3 separate regions of the Mus musculus genome follow, and regions 1 and 3 are each linked to region 2. A link is a contact called in public Hi-C and promoter capture Hi-C data. All regions are on one chromosome and are shown on one strand. Each heading gives the region's core, a stretch centred on a gene start, on an enhancer-like site or on the middle of the called end of the contact. The rest is flanking DNA. Distances are from core to core; before and after follow the strand shown. Region 1 holds the start of Spryd4 (SPRY domain containing 4). Region 2 holds the start of Hsd17b6 (hydroxysteroid (17-beta) dehydrogenase 6). Region 3 holds the start of Rdh19 (retinol dehydrogenase 19).

What was found. Hi-C and Micro-C count contacts between places; a contact is called where the count stands out from the background. Capture Hi-C pulls out chosen DNA fragments and counts their contacts.
Region 1: a contact with region 2 is called in a promoter capture Hi-C map of liver. The contact joins the promoter of Spryd4 here to the promoter of Hsd17b6 in region 2. A contact is called at or near these places in 1 of 39 promoter capture datasets (the 3T3-L1 cell line), 2 of 484 Hi-C or Micro-C datasets (B cells and embryonic stem cells), 2 of 115 datasets of contacts at active chromatin or transcription factors (T-cell acute lymphoblastic leukemia and large pre-B cells) and 3 of 9 other capture datasets (adipose tissue, liver and pancreatic islet).
Region 3: a Hi-C map of embryonic stem cells shows a contact between it and region 2, with 2.3 times the contacts expected there. The contact joins the promoter of Rdh19 here to the promoter of Hsd17b6 in region 2. A contact is called at or near these places in 4 of 39 promoter capture datasets (embryonic stem cells, liver and trophoblast stem cells), 6 of 484 Hi-C or Micro-C datasets (the AML12 cell line and embryonic stem cells), 2 of 115 datasets of contacts at active chromatin or transcription factors (both in embryonic stem cells) and 3 of 9 other capture datasets (adipose tissue, liver and pancreatic islet).

Annotation. Positions count from the first base shown.
Region 1 is chr10:128,209,069-128,213,589 of GRCm38.p6, reverse strand. Spryd4 (SPRY domain containing 4) reads left to right here and starts at 1,796. Exons shown (of 2, transcript NM_025716.2): 1 at 1,796-1,881; 2 at 2,199-3,682. The coding sequence starts at 1,797. The coding sequence ends at 2,737. It overlaps Gls2 (glutaminase 2 (liver, mitochondrial)), which reads right to left. Exons shown (of 18, transcript NM_001033264.3): 17 at 4,421-4,484; 18 at 3,586-4,302. The coding sequence ends at 4,146.
Region 2 is chr10:128,004,872-128,009,359 of GRCm38.p6, reverse strand. It overlaps Hsd17b6 (hydroxysteroid (17-beta) dehydrogenase 6), which reads left to right and starts at 1,749. Exons shown (of 6, transcript NM_001359377.1): 1 at 1,749-1,877.
Region 3 is chr10:127,848,116-127,852,581 of GRCm38.p6, reverse strand. Rdh19 (retinol dehydrogenase 19) reads right to left here and starts at 2,654. Exons shown (of 4, transcript NM_147222.2): 1 at 2,249-2,654. The coding sequence starts at 2,561.

The sequences.
Region 1 (4,521 bases), core at 547-3,046, 200 kb before region 2:
CAAGTCTATAGGTGCTTCAGAGACCCAGTTCTGAAACCATTCCCTCTTCATTATCCACACCCGAAGCATTAGCAGAACAGGCACAACCTCTCTAGAGGAAATTCCCTCAACATTTTTGCTCCGACGTTTAAAAGTCAATAGAAGAGGAAGATGGGATGCAAACGAGGCAGGTGGGAGCTGCTTCAGGACCGCGGTACCTGAGTGCGAGCTCTCCCAGAGCAAGGAGAGCGACTCGGTTAAGGGGAAGCGCCGGGATAACGATTGGTTTCCTCTGCCGCCCGCAGGCGGAGAGACTCGGAGGTCGTGCAGCAGAAACAGAAAAAGGCAAACGAGAACGGCTTCGTGACCAACCCTCTTGGTCTTCGCCTATGCGCCAGAGCCTTCCCACCGTGCTATACAGTTCCTTCCCTTCGGCATTTGCAAGTCTGCAGCAGGTCCCTCTCGTGTTTCCTTCCTCTCTTACCCTGGGCCACTCCTGGAAAGTGAGGTTACTCTTCCCAGTTTTGAGGTATGCGACATACCTCAAAGTATTAAAAGTAGTTTTGTAATTAGAAGGGGAAAAAAAAAGTTAACCTGCATCTCTACAGTTACGGGGCTGAAAAGGCTGGGCCTGACTGAACCCTAGTGGAGAGAATGAGTCACTGCACCACCCCACACACACTTTCAAGCTCATTTATACATTAAAAAATAATGAGGTAGCCGGGCGTTGGTGGCGCACACCTTTTATCCCAGCACTCGGGAGGCAGAGGCAGGCAGATTTCTGAGTTCGAGGCCAGCCCGGTCTACAGAGTGAGTTCCAGGACAGCCAGGACTTCACAGAGAAACCCTGTCTCGAAAATAATAATAATAATAATAATAATAATAATAATAATAATAATAATAATAATAATAACAATAATAATAATAATGAGCACAAGTCATGTTGTTAATCCCAGCACTCCGCGGGCTGAGGCAGGCCGATCCTTGAGACCCTGTCTCAAACTATAATAATAAAAAACTGATATACAGAGAAACCCTGTCTCGAAAAAAACAAAACAAAAACAACAAAAAAAAAACAACAAAAAAAAACTGAGCACAACCTGGCACTTGGGAAATTGAGGCAGCAGGATCTAGAGTTTGAGGCCTGCAAAGGTTACATAGTAACTCTGTCTCAGAAGACAGAACAGTAAGCTTGAATGTAGACACATTCTGTCCAAAGAGAATGCTGAGGCTCTGGGAAACGGATTTACGCTTTTTTTTTTTTTTTTTTTTTAAATAATGTGTGGTGCTCTGCCTGTCCTGGAACTTGGTATGTAGACCAGACTGGCCTCGAACTCATAGAAAACTGCCTGCCTCTGCCTCCTGAGGGCTGTGTGTCACTCCCCCCGCCCCCCCCGGATTAAACTACTTTAAAAAAATACTTCTTTTATCTTGCCAGACTTGGTATCGCATGCATTAATTTAGTCTCAGCACTTGGGTGGCAGAGGCAGGTAGATTTTTATGAAATTGAGGCCAGCCATGACTACATAATGAATTCCAGGCCAATCCAGGCTACAGGAGACCCTGTTTCAAAACCAAACAAATCAGAGACTCTGTTTACACAGGCTCTCTGGGTGTGTGTGTGTGTGAGAGGGGTATCCTACTTAGTTGAGATATAATCAGTACGTCTCTTCACGTATTGATCTAGCTCGCCAGACTAGAAATCACCGAGATACCGATTTCTCACGACACTCGCGTCTCGCACCACGTGCTCCGGGCGCGGACCAGTCATTGGTCGGTGTCCCCTGGGGGCGTGCCCCGTGCATCTGTGGCACAAGATGGCGCTGCCCTTTGCACGCTGTTGGAAGTTGTACCGCTGGGGCACCAAGCGATGGGGGGTCCCTGCTGTGGAATCCCGGAGAGGTAGGCATATTTCTTTTTTACTGTCACTCCAAAGTAGTTAACGTGTCATTCCCAGAGCGCGATCAGAGAACTCCACTCCTCATTTCTCCTCTCTCCCCTCTGCCTTGATCTAGCAAGATTCCAAACCTGGGGCACCGGCTTCTGGCTTCCCCAGTCAGTGATTTGCAGCTCCCAGGGCTGTCTTACTAAAGCGGCACCTCTGCTCTTTCCATGTTAACATTTGACATTGACTTTTCTCGATTTCCCGTCATCGCCTGGACAGCTTTCAGATCAAACACAGCCCTAGGTTTACGAGTTCTTTTTTGCTCTGCCCTCAGGCATCAGTTTCAAACTGGAAGAAAAAACGGCCCACAGCAGCCTGGCACTCTTCAGAGGCGACACGGGTGTCAAATATGGCTTGGTGGGACTGGAACCCACCAAGGTGGCCCTGAATTTGGAGCGCTTCCGGGAGTGGGCAGTGGTGCTCGGAGACACCACAGTCACCAGTGGCAGACACTACTGGGAGGTAACAGTGAAGCGCTCCCAGCAGTTCCGGATAGGAGTGGCAGACGTGGACATGTCCCGGGACAGCTGCGTTGGTGCTGATGATCGTTCCTGGGTGTTCTCCTATGCCCAGCGCAAGTGGCACAGCATGTTGGCCAACGAAAAAGCTCCAATTAAGGGTATTGGGCAACCAGAGAAGGTGGGGCTGCTGCTGGACTATGAGGCAAAGAAGCTGAGCCTGGTGGATGTGAGTCGGATCTCTGTGATCCACACACTACAGACAGATTTCCGGGGCCCAGTGGCACCTGCTTTTGCTCTTTGGGATGGAGAGCTGCTAACCCACTCAGGACTCGAAGTGCCCAAGGGCCTCTAATGTGGCCAAGACCCTGAATCGTGCTCATGGTCAGCTTTCTGTCCTTAGTGTCTAAAGCGATTTTACTTTGTTTCAAGCAACTGGTAGCTCTCACAATTCTGTTGGGATCCTTTGTGCAATATTGTAGCCATCTTCCCCTGGGCCCTACTCTGTAAGAGCTAGGTATACAGCCAAAGTCGCCAGTTTCCTAGGTCATCAGGGGATTCGCCTCCTCAGGCCAGTTCTTTGGGTCCTTCTACTTGTGCCCACACACCTTAGACTGTTCAGTCCTGCGGTCCTGCCTCTCGGCCCGTCCCTTATCCACATGTAACTTGTTTTGGGGGCTCACCAGATTCTCTAGAGTAAATGCTCTCTACCTCTGGCTGGAGGAGTGGCAGCCACAGGCTTGGCCTTTTCTCTGATGCACCTCAGATTCTTGGGTTCTGGCTTCCTCAGTTGTACCTCAGCACTAGAGATGTCAGTCCAACCCAGATGCAGCTATCTCCACTCTGAGTCCATCTGTCTTCTGGATACCTGATACCTAGGCAGTTTGCCATAACCATTGTGCCAGTTATGTGACAAAGGGAAAGAGACACTAGGGAGACATGTATGGCTCTGGTGCCAGAAACGTTACCCTCGATAAGTTCCTTCTGTGTATCTGCCACAGTTCAAAGCTCCAGAAAAAAGACAACTTTACACAATCCATTTTGGAGCCTGTTCAGACCCACAACTCCCATCTCCCTTGGCCACAGAATGTACTTAATAAAAGCAGTATTTTGGTTTGAGGAAAACCTGGTGAAACAGTTGAATATGTATGCGGAATATTCAGTTTGGACTTGTCTGACCCTGGGTGCTACAATGGTGATAACTGATGATGTCCTTAGGGGAGAAAGAGAACGACTAAATTTAGCAAAATATAAAATAAAAATTATAATTCATGTAATTAAAGTTTATTTGAACACAAAATACTCTGTCTATAAAATTGCTGTCAGCAGTAGCAGCGTGTCCTGGCTAAGATGGACAGATCTCCGCAGACTTCTAAAGCCACGTGGTTTGGCTCTCACCCATTTCTCTTACTCTGCGGCAGATACATATGCATGTAGCTAGAGGCTCTCCAAGGAAGTTGCTTGTTGGCATGATGATTTCTTCAGAGAGGAAAAGGGGACCTGGGTAAAGACCCGGGCTACTCTCGAGCTGTATCTGGAGGTCTCTGTAGCTAGCTCTGCTCAGGTATCCATTGAGGCTTTTCTCTGTGCTGTGCACTGAACTGATGGGGCGTTTTGATTCTCAGAAAACACTGGCCTGTGTCACCAAATGGCTGTGTCGATCCCCAAGGAAGCAGCTTGCCGTAGTATTTTTGGTGGCTGTGGGTTAAATGTGTGGCCAGCTCATGCTTTTTCTGAAGCAGGGACTGCCCCTGGGCCTGTGCTCATACCATGCTCTCTAGATTCTCTTTGGACAGGGTCTCAGCTGCCGCCTCAGCTTGAGTCTCAGAGAGCAAGTAGGAGTCATGGTAATCTTGAAGCAGTTTGACCACCTCCAGGTGGTTGAACTGCACAGCATCGTCCAGGGGAATGTTGCCCCACCTGTGAGGAGCAGGGATCACAGTTAGGCAAAGAGGACTCGGAGAGAGCCATTGTTGCATGTGTATGCACAATGGCCGGAAGGCTGACCTCCTTCCCTTTAGAATTAAATATTACTCACCTGTCCTTGACAAAAGGATTCACTTTGCAAGCCTCGATCAGAAATTTGACAACTTCAATGTGCCCTAGGAATATAGGTAGGAGGAAAATGAGAGCGTGCAG
Region 2 (4,488 bases), core at 500-2,999:
AGAACCATACAAACAACAACAAAACAAATAACTAAAAAGGGAATTAACGGGGGGCTGTGGTGGCACACGCCTTTAATTCCAGCACTTGGGAGGCAGGGGCAGGCAGATTTCTGAGTTTGAGGCCAACCTGAGTTCCAGGACAGCAAGGGCTACACAGAGAAACCCTGTCTCGAAAAACCAAAAAAAAAAAAAAGAGGGAATTAACATTTTCCTTCTAATACTCTGGGTATGCCCAGCAGAAGTAAAATGATTGAGAAAGAGTTTCTCCTACTGCCTTGGGAGCAGTCAGTGAAGATGGAGGTTGTCTTAGGGGAAGAAGGCAGTAAGGTCCTTACTGCACACTCAGCATGAAGAGAATATTGGGAGCCAGAACAAGTTTTTTTTTTTTTTTACCTGTTGCATATATGTCTATCACCTGAGCAAGGGCTTTCGAAAGAGGCTTTATTCAAGAGACAGCCAAAAAGAGGTCTTAAGACTCAAATCTTCCCAAGGGTGCAGAGTATTTATGGGTTAAAGAAACAGGATGGGAAGGTGTGTGTGTGTGTGTGTGTGTGTGTGTGTGTGTGTGTGTGTGTGTAGAGATGGCTCAGCACTTAAGATCACTGGATGCTCTTCCATTGTTTCTGAGTTCAATCCCCAGCAACCACATGGTGGCTCACAACCATCTGTAAAGGGATCTGATGCCCTCCCTCTTCTGGTGTGTCTAAAGACAGCGACAGTGTACTCATATAAAATGAATGAGTGAATGAATGAATGAATGAATGAATGAATGAATGAATGAATTTTTAGGAAGGAAAGAAAGAAAAGAAAGAAAGAACACGGTCATAGACCACATTGCATTCAACACAGAAGCTATTTAATCTTAAAAGGATCCTCGGGTAGAGCCTTTTCCACAAATTGCCACTGGGTGGCAGCATTGTCATTTCTTTTGTTTCTGTTGAGACTTCATCCACAGAAGTAACAAAACCTTTCCCACTTCCTGCCTTAAGCTGTCCTACTGTACAGCCCTCTAACCTACTGGGAGTTATTTCCCCTACAAGCCTTACACTGTAAGACAGCACCATTCTTTTTCAGAGCTAATATCTAGCGTATCCCAGGCTATTTCTCCAAACTCAGCAGACTTGAGACACCAATTGTTTGGGATTTCTTTTTAGTTTAGTTTCTAGCATTATTTTGCATGTTTTTAGCAGCTAAAAGAGTAATTTACTTTGGGGATATTCCTTAAAATATTACTTTTTATTTTTGTTTTTTCTCCAAGACAGGGTCTCTCTGTATAGCCCTGGCTATCCTAGAATTCACTCTCTAGACCAGGCTGGCCTTGAACTCAGAAATCTGCCTGCCTCTGCCTCCCAAGTGCTGGGATTAAAGGCTTGCGCCACCACGCCTGGCTAAAATATGGCTTTTTAAATCTTTATTTTATCTCTTACATTGTTTAAAAATTATTAGTATGTTGGAAGTGATGGGAAGGAGATCTGTTACGCTGCCTAGGTCAGTCTCAAACTTGCATGTCAACTTAGACTTTCATTTATTCTATTAGTCTGCAAATAATTACTGACTAAATGGCATACGCAGAATACTGACTAGAAAACATTGTTTCTGGGTGTGTGTGCACAGGGGATATTGGTGAATGAACTGCTAATCTGAATGGGAGGATCCACCTTCCATGTGGGCAGGTACTGTCCAATCAGTTAGGGACCAGAAAGGTGACTTCCTCTTTCTTAAACCTGGAACACTTTAATTCTGTCCCCAAGGGCAGAGTGATAGACTCCCAGCAATGTAGGACTCACCCTGTGCCTCCCTGGATCCTTACTCTGAGGGTTATATGATCAGTTTCATTGGATCTGAAGACCTGGACTTGGACTGAGACCTCAATTACAGTAAGCCTGTCCTGAGAGTTCTCAAACTCTACAATTATGTGAGCCAATGCCCCAGTAATTCCTTTTCATATATTTATATCTGTTTAGCCTATAGGTTCTGCCTCTCCGGCTAATACTAACACAATCTCCGGCTAATACTAACACAATGGGTGCAAAGATAGGCTCTAGGGTTTCTGCTCCCAAGGAAGGGAATTTCCAGAAGGGACAACAGGTACAAACAAGGGCAATGAAATGTTATAGGTTCAGTTAGAAATTGTAAAACTTCTGTTAAATTTATGTGTATGGATGTGCATGTCTGCCACATATGTTTTGGTATCTTCAGAGGCCTGAAGAGGTCATCAGATCCTCTGGAACCCGGGTTCCAGGCAGGTGTGAGCTGTTGTGTGTGTGGTGGGATCTGAACTTGGGTCTTCTGGAAGAGCAACAAGTGCTCCTAACCCCTCAGCCGTATTCCCAGCCTTCTATGGCCTCAGCTCCTTAAGATAATAATGAGACTGGAACAGAATGCAGACACAGAAGTATAAAGGGCATGGTGTGTTTGGGAGTCTGCTGATAGCTCTCCATATAAATAGTTCAATGGAGAAGCTGGTCTGAAAGGCAGCAAGGGGCAAGCAAGGTATGCCAAGCCAAGGGACATGATGGCAAACGAAATGCATTCTTTTTTTTTTTTTTTTTTTTGAGACAGGGTTTCTCTGTGTAGCCCTGGCTGTCCTGGAACTCATTCTGTAGACCAGGCTGGCCTCGAACTCAGAAATCCTCCTGCCTCTGCCTCCCGAGTGCTGGGATTAAAGGCATGCGCCACCATGCCTGGCAACATCCTTCCTTTTTATTCAGCTTCATCAGAGTGAAGTGAAGATGCCAACTATGGCAATATTTCATGAGGAATTTGGGGGGTGAAGATACTATGGAAATGAGCAAGTTCTTTGAGGGCTTGAAGTACTTGTGTGCTAGTTGATTTTCTCTTATGTAAGATAAGGAGAAGATAGGAGAATTCATTCGATTGGCACAGGATCGTAATATGTGGATATTTCAAGGCAACATTTCAGCTTAAATTTGATAATTACAGCAAAGTAGGAGAGCTTATGTATAAAGACTGACTTTGTTTAATGAGAATGTTTTAGTTTAACCCTACAAGATTTTTTTCCTTTGAGCCCAAAGTAAGGGACAGCCATGAAAGCAAACAAAGCATCCACTGTAGAACATTGCAAGTCTTCGTTAAGCCATATGCCATGAGGTTTCGTATAGAACATTGAAAATTTCTATATACTTTACTTATAAATTAACCCAATAGACTTTTATTGTTTTCTTGTGTGCATTTTCTTGTTATTCACGATGCTACATGTGCTTAGAATACAGCCCTTTCCCGCCAGATTGCATTATCACATTTACACCAAAACAGCACCAAGATCTACTCTCTCATAGAAACTTGGAATTATCTGAAGACGACCAGGAGTAGGGCTATTTTTTCACTGTGCTGCTGTGTCTGCCTCCAACTTGTGATTCACAGCCCCCTGAGGGTCTAGGATGGTACACGCCACTTCGCCACTGGGTTTAACCATTCTGTAATGGCATTGTGATTCAGGAAGTTTCTAGAGCTACCGGCTCAGGTGGGAGGGGGGAAGTCAACAGGTAGTTTTAGAGGCTGTGGCTGGAAGCAGGTGACGGATACTCACGACCTGACTTACTGAAGAGGGAAGGGTGGGATAGGCCTGGTAACATAAGGAGGCAGAACTAATAATGCCTATGTGTTGGGGAGGAGGAAAGAGATTAAAATAATGACTGAATTGTGGACTCTGGTCACTGGGTCGAAGGGGGTTTTCTTGAACCTTTGTAGGTGCTGATAAGTGTGTTAAATATTTATTGACTAGATGTAGGTTGAGATTGCATGTACGGGAGGAAGGACAGACAGCTACGTAGCATGATGATTTCAGTTCTGAACAGGTTGAGTTCAAAGTATCACTGAGTTCGGGCTTCTTTCCGCATCTTCCCTCACACCGGTGCAGCAATGCAAAGTATCAGTGTATACTGCTATCTGCTCTCTGTATTCATTCTGTGATTTCTAGGGCTGGGTGTGCAGCTCAGTGGTAGAGCTTAGCATGTGTGAAGCCTTGCATCTGAGCCCAGCACTTAGACACCAGCCCCCCCAGAAAGCAAAGACCTACGTCCTAAGGGTTCAAATAGCATGTCTATTTTACGGGCCTCTGATATTCTTAGTAGCTCGTTCAGGGCCAGCTTATAAAGCAAGGGCTCTTAGTTTACAGATGTTAGATGGACCCAGGTGGTAGGTGTACAGAAGGCAGTTGGAGATCAGAGGCTAGATGCCAGGAAAAAGATCTGCCTGAAATCGGAGATTTGAGGTCACTTGAATCGAGGTCAGGATGACGACAGAGATCACCAGATAAGAATGTGCATCTGAGACGAGAAAGAGGAGCGGGATAGTTCTGTTAGAGATATTCACGTAAAAACAGCAGAGGAGGACAAGCCTGTAAAGGCCAGAGAAGTCGATGAACAGGAGAGCGAAGAGTGATTTCTCAGGGGCCTGGAGAGATGGCTCAGCAGTTAAGAGCACCGATTGCTCTTCCAAAGGTCCTGAGTTAAAATCCCAGCAACC
Region 3 (4,466 bases), core at 1,405-3,904, 160 kb after region 2:
TAATCACTTTATTGTGCACTGTGTGAAGATTCAAATGCTGATTTCTTGTCCACTATATCTGCTTACCATCCTTATTCAGACACTATCCAGGTGCAAACTTGTGTAAACAACAGCTCTCCCATTGTTCCCTGAAGTGGGGACAACAACCATAACAACCAAAGACTGAGCATGGGAGAGAACAGGCTGGAGTTCTCCCAGCCAGGGGAGGGAGCTGGAGAAGAGGAGGTATGGCTTAGCCACCTGCAGAGAGTCTAGGAGACACCAACATTATGAACTAACCAGTACCCCTGAGCTCTTGACTCTAGCTGCATATGTATCAAAAGATGGCCTAGTCGGCCATCACTGGAAAGAGAGGCCCATTGGACTTGCAAACTTTATATGCCCCAGTACAGGGGAACTCCAGGGCCAAAAAGTGGGAATGGGTGGGTAGGGCAGTGGGGGGGGGAGGGTATGGGGGACTTTTGGGATAGCATTGGAAATGTAATTGAGGAAAATACGTAATAAAAAAATTAAAACAAAACAAAACAAAACAAAAACAAAAAAAAGAAAACACCTGGAGCAGAGAAAGACTAAAACTGCAAGTATCTCTATTATTTTGTCTGGAAGTTTGGCAGATTAGTTTAGAGGATTGAAATAGAGTAATTCTGCCCTTTAAGCATGTTAAATAAATAAATAAATAAACAAACAAACAAATAAATAAATAAATAAATAAATAACTTAGACCAGTCTCAGTTATTTGGGAGTTACCTGGCTAAGAAGCAAACTGTAACACAGGGATTAAAAAGGCACTCAGTGAGCCTCATACACAAGAGAGCTAGAATCTCCACAAAATAAACTCTGAAATTTTGGGAGGAAAGGGGAGACTGTTTTTGGTTTTTGGTTTTTTGGTTTTTTTGGCTTTTTTTCATTATGTTTTGTGCTGGCTTCTTTGCTTGTTTCTTGTTGTTTGTCTTTTGTTATTTTCTGTTTGGTTGTTTGTTTATTTATGTTGCTTTTCCTTGGGGGTTTTATTTTCCTTTTGTTTTTCAGACAGAGAGAGAAAGACAGACAGACAGAAAGACAGACAGACAGACAGAAAGAATATGAACTTGTGTGACTGGGACATGGGGACGATCTGGGAGACGTTGGGGAAAGGAAAAACATGATCTAAATGTTTGCATATGTGTATGTATGTATACATATATATATATATACAGATATTAAAATATAACAGATATTTTAATCCTAGGATCACAAAATACACATGCTTGCAGACTTAGAATTGACTAGAAGTTTCACAAGACAGTTCTTAAGACAACAAGTACAAAGAACAAGCTGAGCATGGTGGCCCATGCTGTTAATGCCAACAGGAAGGAGCTGAGCAGCAGGTTCATCAGATGGTATCCAGACCCATTTCTAGAACCCTGCCTCAAACACGCAAGCCAGAAAACCACAAAGGGAATAAATGATACCCAACACAAATGCTAAAATTAGTGGGCCTTGGTTAAGAGCCATTTTTTTTAAAATTCATTGAATGTTATTATTGTAACTAATGCTCTTTAAGTGGTAGAGGTAAAAAATGTTTACATTTTTCAAGTGGAAAGAAAGCACATACGTTAAGCCTACAGGTCAAAGTGTTACTAGTTTTCATACACTGGATAGTAAATCATAAGTAAGACATGTAGCTTGACATGTCTAGAGTTTAGAACAATATCTGTTTCCAACTTGTTTTTATTTAAATTTATCATTTAAATAATAACAAAAATGGTGGAGGGAGAGACAAAGGGAGAAAGAAAATGATAGGAAGTCTTGACTTTGGGCTTAAGCACGGCAATGATTATGGCTCTCCCTGCCATGGTGCACAGGCAGTGCATGAGAACATGTTCCAGAGCTGGGAGAGCAGGTGCACGCTGGCACATGACCTTCACACAGAGACCAGATCCCAGGAGCCCAGGGTTCGCCTCCTTCCTCACTGTCTCTATCCTAGGATTCAGCAGCCAACAATCTGGTCTTTCTACATACAAAGTCAAAGAGGACAGAGAAGAATTTGGACATGAAAACTTCCCAAGGCTCCAGTTGACTAAGAACACACAGCTTGGAGGACTCAGTGTAGAGGTAAGAGGACAGACTGATGTGCTAGAGAGGGGCAGAATCTGCAGTCACACCAACTCTACCCTGACTCCCAGCAGGAATCGTTCCAGGACTACACAGGCCTTCCCTTCACTCAAAGACAGAAAACGAACAGCACAGACAGGAATCTCAGTGGTACCTCTGTTCCCAACACGCTCCTTCACCCACTGAGTGGCTGCCACAATACTCTCTGTCTTGGTGACATCCAGGATCACTGTCTCCAGCCTGTCAGATGTCTTGTTCCTCAGCTCCTCGGCTCCCTTCTCCGTCAGACATGCAGCCAGCACCCTCATGCCTCTCCTGTCCAGCTGTCTGGCCAGCAGGTTCCCAAAGCCAGAGTCACAGCCCGTGATGAAGACATACTTGTCTTGGAGGTGGCTCACCACCTGCCTCTCCCTGAAGAAGCGCAGGAGTGTCCACAGTCCCACCAGTGATACTAGGTAGAGCCACATGGTTTGTAGAAGACAAGCAGAGAGAGAGAGAGAGAGAGAGAGAGAGAGAGAGAGAGAGAGAGAGAGAGAGAGAGAGAGAGACTCTGTGTCAAAATGCGGCTGGCCTCTGCTCACACAGGAAAGTGTAAACATCCAGGACACCACCCTGCTGACATACAGTTCTTTGCATTTTTTATAATTATTAATGCCTTAGATCTCTGGTCTTTGCCCTGCTTTTGAACAGCAGACATATCATGCCCACTGGCTCTCCCTATGTCACTGCCAAGGAAAAGACTACTGACTGTTGAATAACATAGGTCTATTCTCTTATGATCTTTGTTTCCTGGACTCATGTGAGAATACATGTATGTGTGCCATTACATATGACTCATGGTCCAGTCCCAGACTCAGCTTGTGTCTCTGTAATTTGCGCTCTGGGGCCACAATCTAGGAGGTTGTGAACATAATGAGAAACTATTAGTAACCTATTCTTGGATGCAGGATAACTTATAGGAGAGGACAGGGAAAGCTGGTGTCCTCCTAATACAGCAGCTCCTGAGAAGGTATAAGAGCCATCCCAAACATGGAAGGCTGACATCAAAGGTACACTAGGTGATAGGGCTGGGACCGCAGACACATCAGGACTCCCAGAGTAGGTATGGAGAAGGAAATGACTTTATCCTCTCAATTGACCCTTCTTCTGGCTGCCTGGATTCAAGCAGACATGAGCACAGAGTTCTTGAGATGTGACTTCCATGGCTGCCCCTGACTCACCTGAGCCAGGGTGTCTTTCTTTATTTCCCAGCAAGCCTTGCTCAGAAACTCTAGAGTAGTGTGTGGAGCTTTCCATATGGCTCCTGGTCTGGGGAATGCCTGACTAACCCTCTGATTCTAGCTCAAAATAAACCTGGTGTCTCCTTCAGGAATGATGTCATGATTCCCTTACCTGGCACTTCCACAACTTTCTGTGCCAACCAGTAAGGAATCAGACTGTCCTTGTGCTCGTAAGAACCATGGTTCTATCAGGAAGTGCCCCAATACAGGTTAGATTACACCTGTGCACTAAGGCCTGGATCTTGGTTATCTGTGAATCTGGAGCTGGGCCACTCTCCCTCCAAGGTGGTAGCTTCCCCTGGATCTGCTCTGCATTTGCCCTGCTCTTCCCTCTCACCGTTCCTGATTGTGTTTGACTTAGTGATGGTAATCCTCATCCTCCTGGCTCCAATCCTGTCCCTCCTCCTACTTCTGCAGAAGGTACTATACTAGGATATTCTTCATGTAGTTGTTAGCACCCAACAGGTCCTCAGAACCCTAGCACTGAATTGCATCTTGTAAAATGTAGTGCTGGCTTTTCTTGACTAAAGTACATGCAGATATTATTTCTCTTAGTTCTAGTATCCCTTCAACAGTGAGTTCTCTAGAGCATTCCTTCTATGGTCATTTCCCAATGCTCTCTCCTACAGTTCTTTCCATGTCAACCCTGACAGAAATGCGCACTCTTGTTGGACTAAGATCTTCTAGAACACAGCAGGATCTAGATCCAGCCCTGGAATTTCTGGATAAAGTCAGAGAGAATAAGAAAGTGGATGTGACTCTGTTGAAGAAGTCACAGGGCTGAAGAGAAAGCCTCAAAGACACCTCCCTGATTCATTGGAGGTTCCCTCAGTCCATCCATCCCTCCTGAGATTATCACACTGGGCAAATGACAGTGCCCAGTTGTTCCTCTTCCCTGTCCTGGGGAGGGTGAGCTGGACCCATTCCAGGTCAGACCCTGTGAATATTTAACAAGACAGCCCTTCTGCCCGCTGGGCTGCTCTGATCTGCTGAGGTAGATTGGAACAGAACTATCTACTGGGATCAGGAGTCCAGTTCAGTCAAGTGGGGAAGCACTTTCTCCCCAAAGGCAGTGTACCCCACCCAACCCAC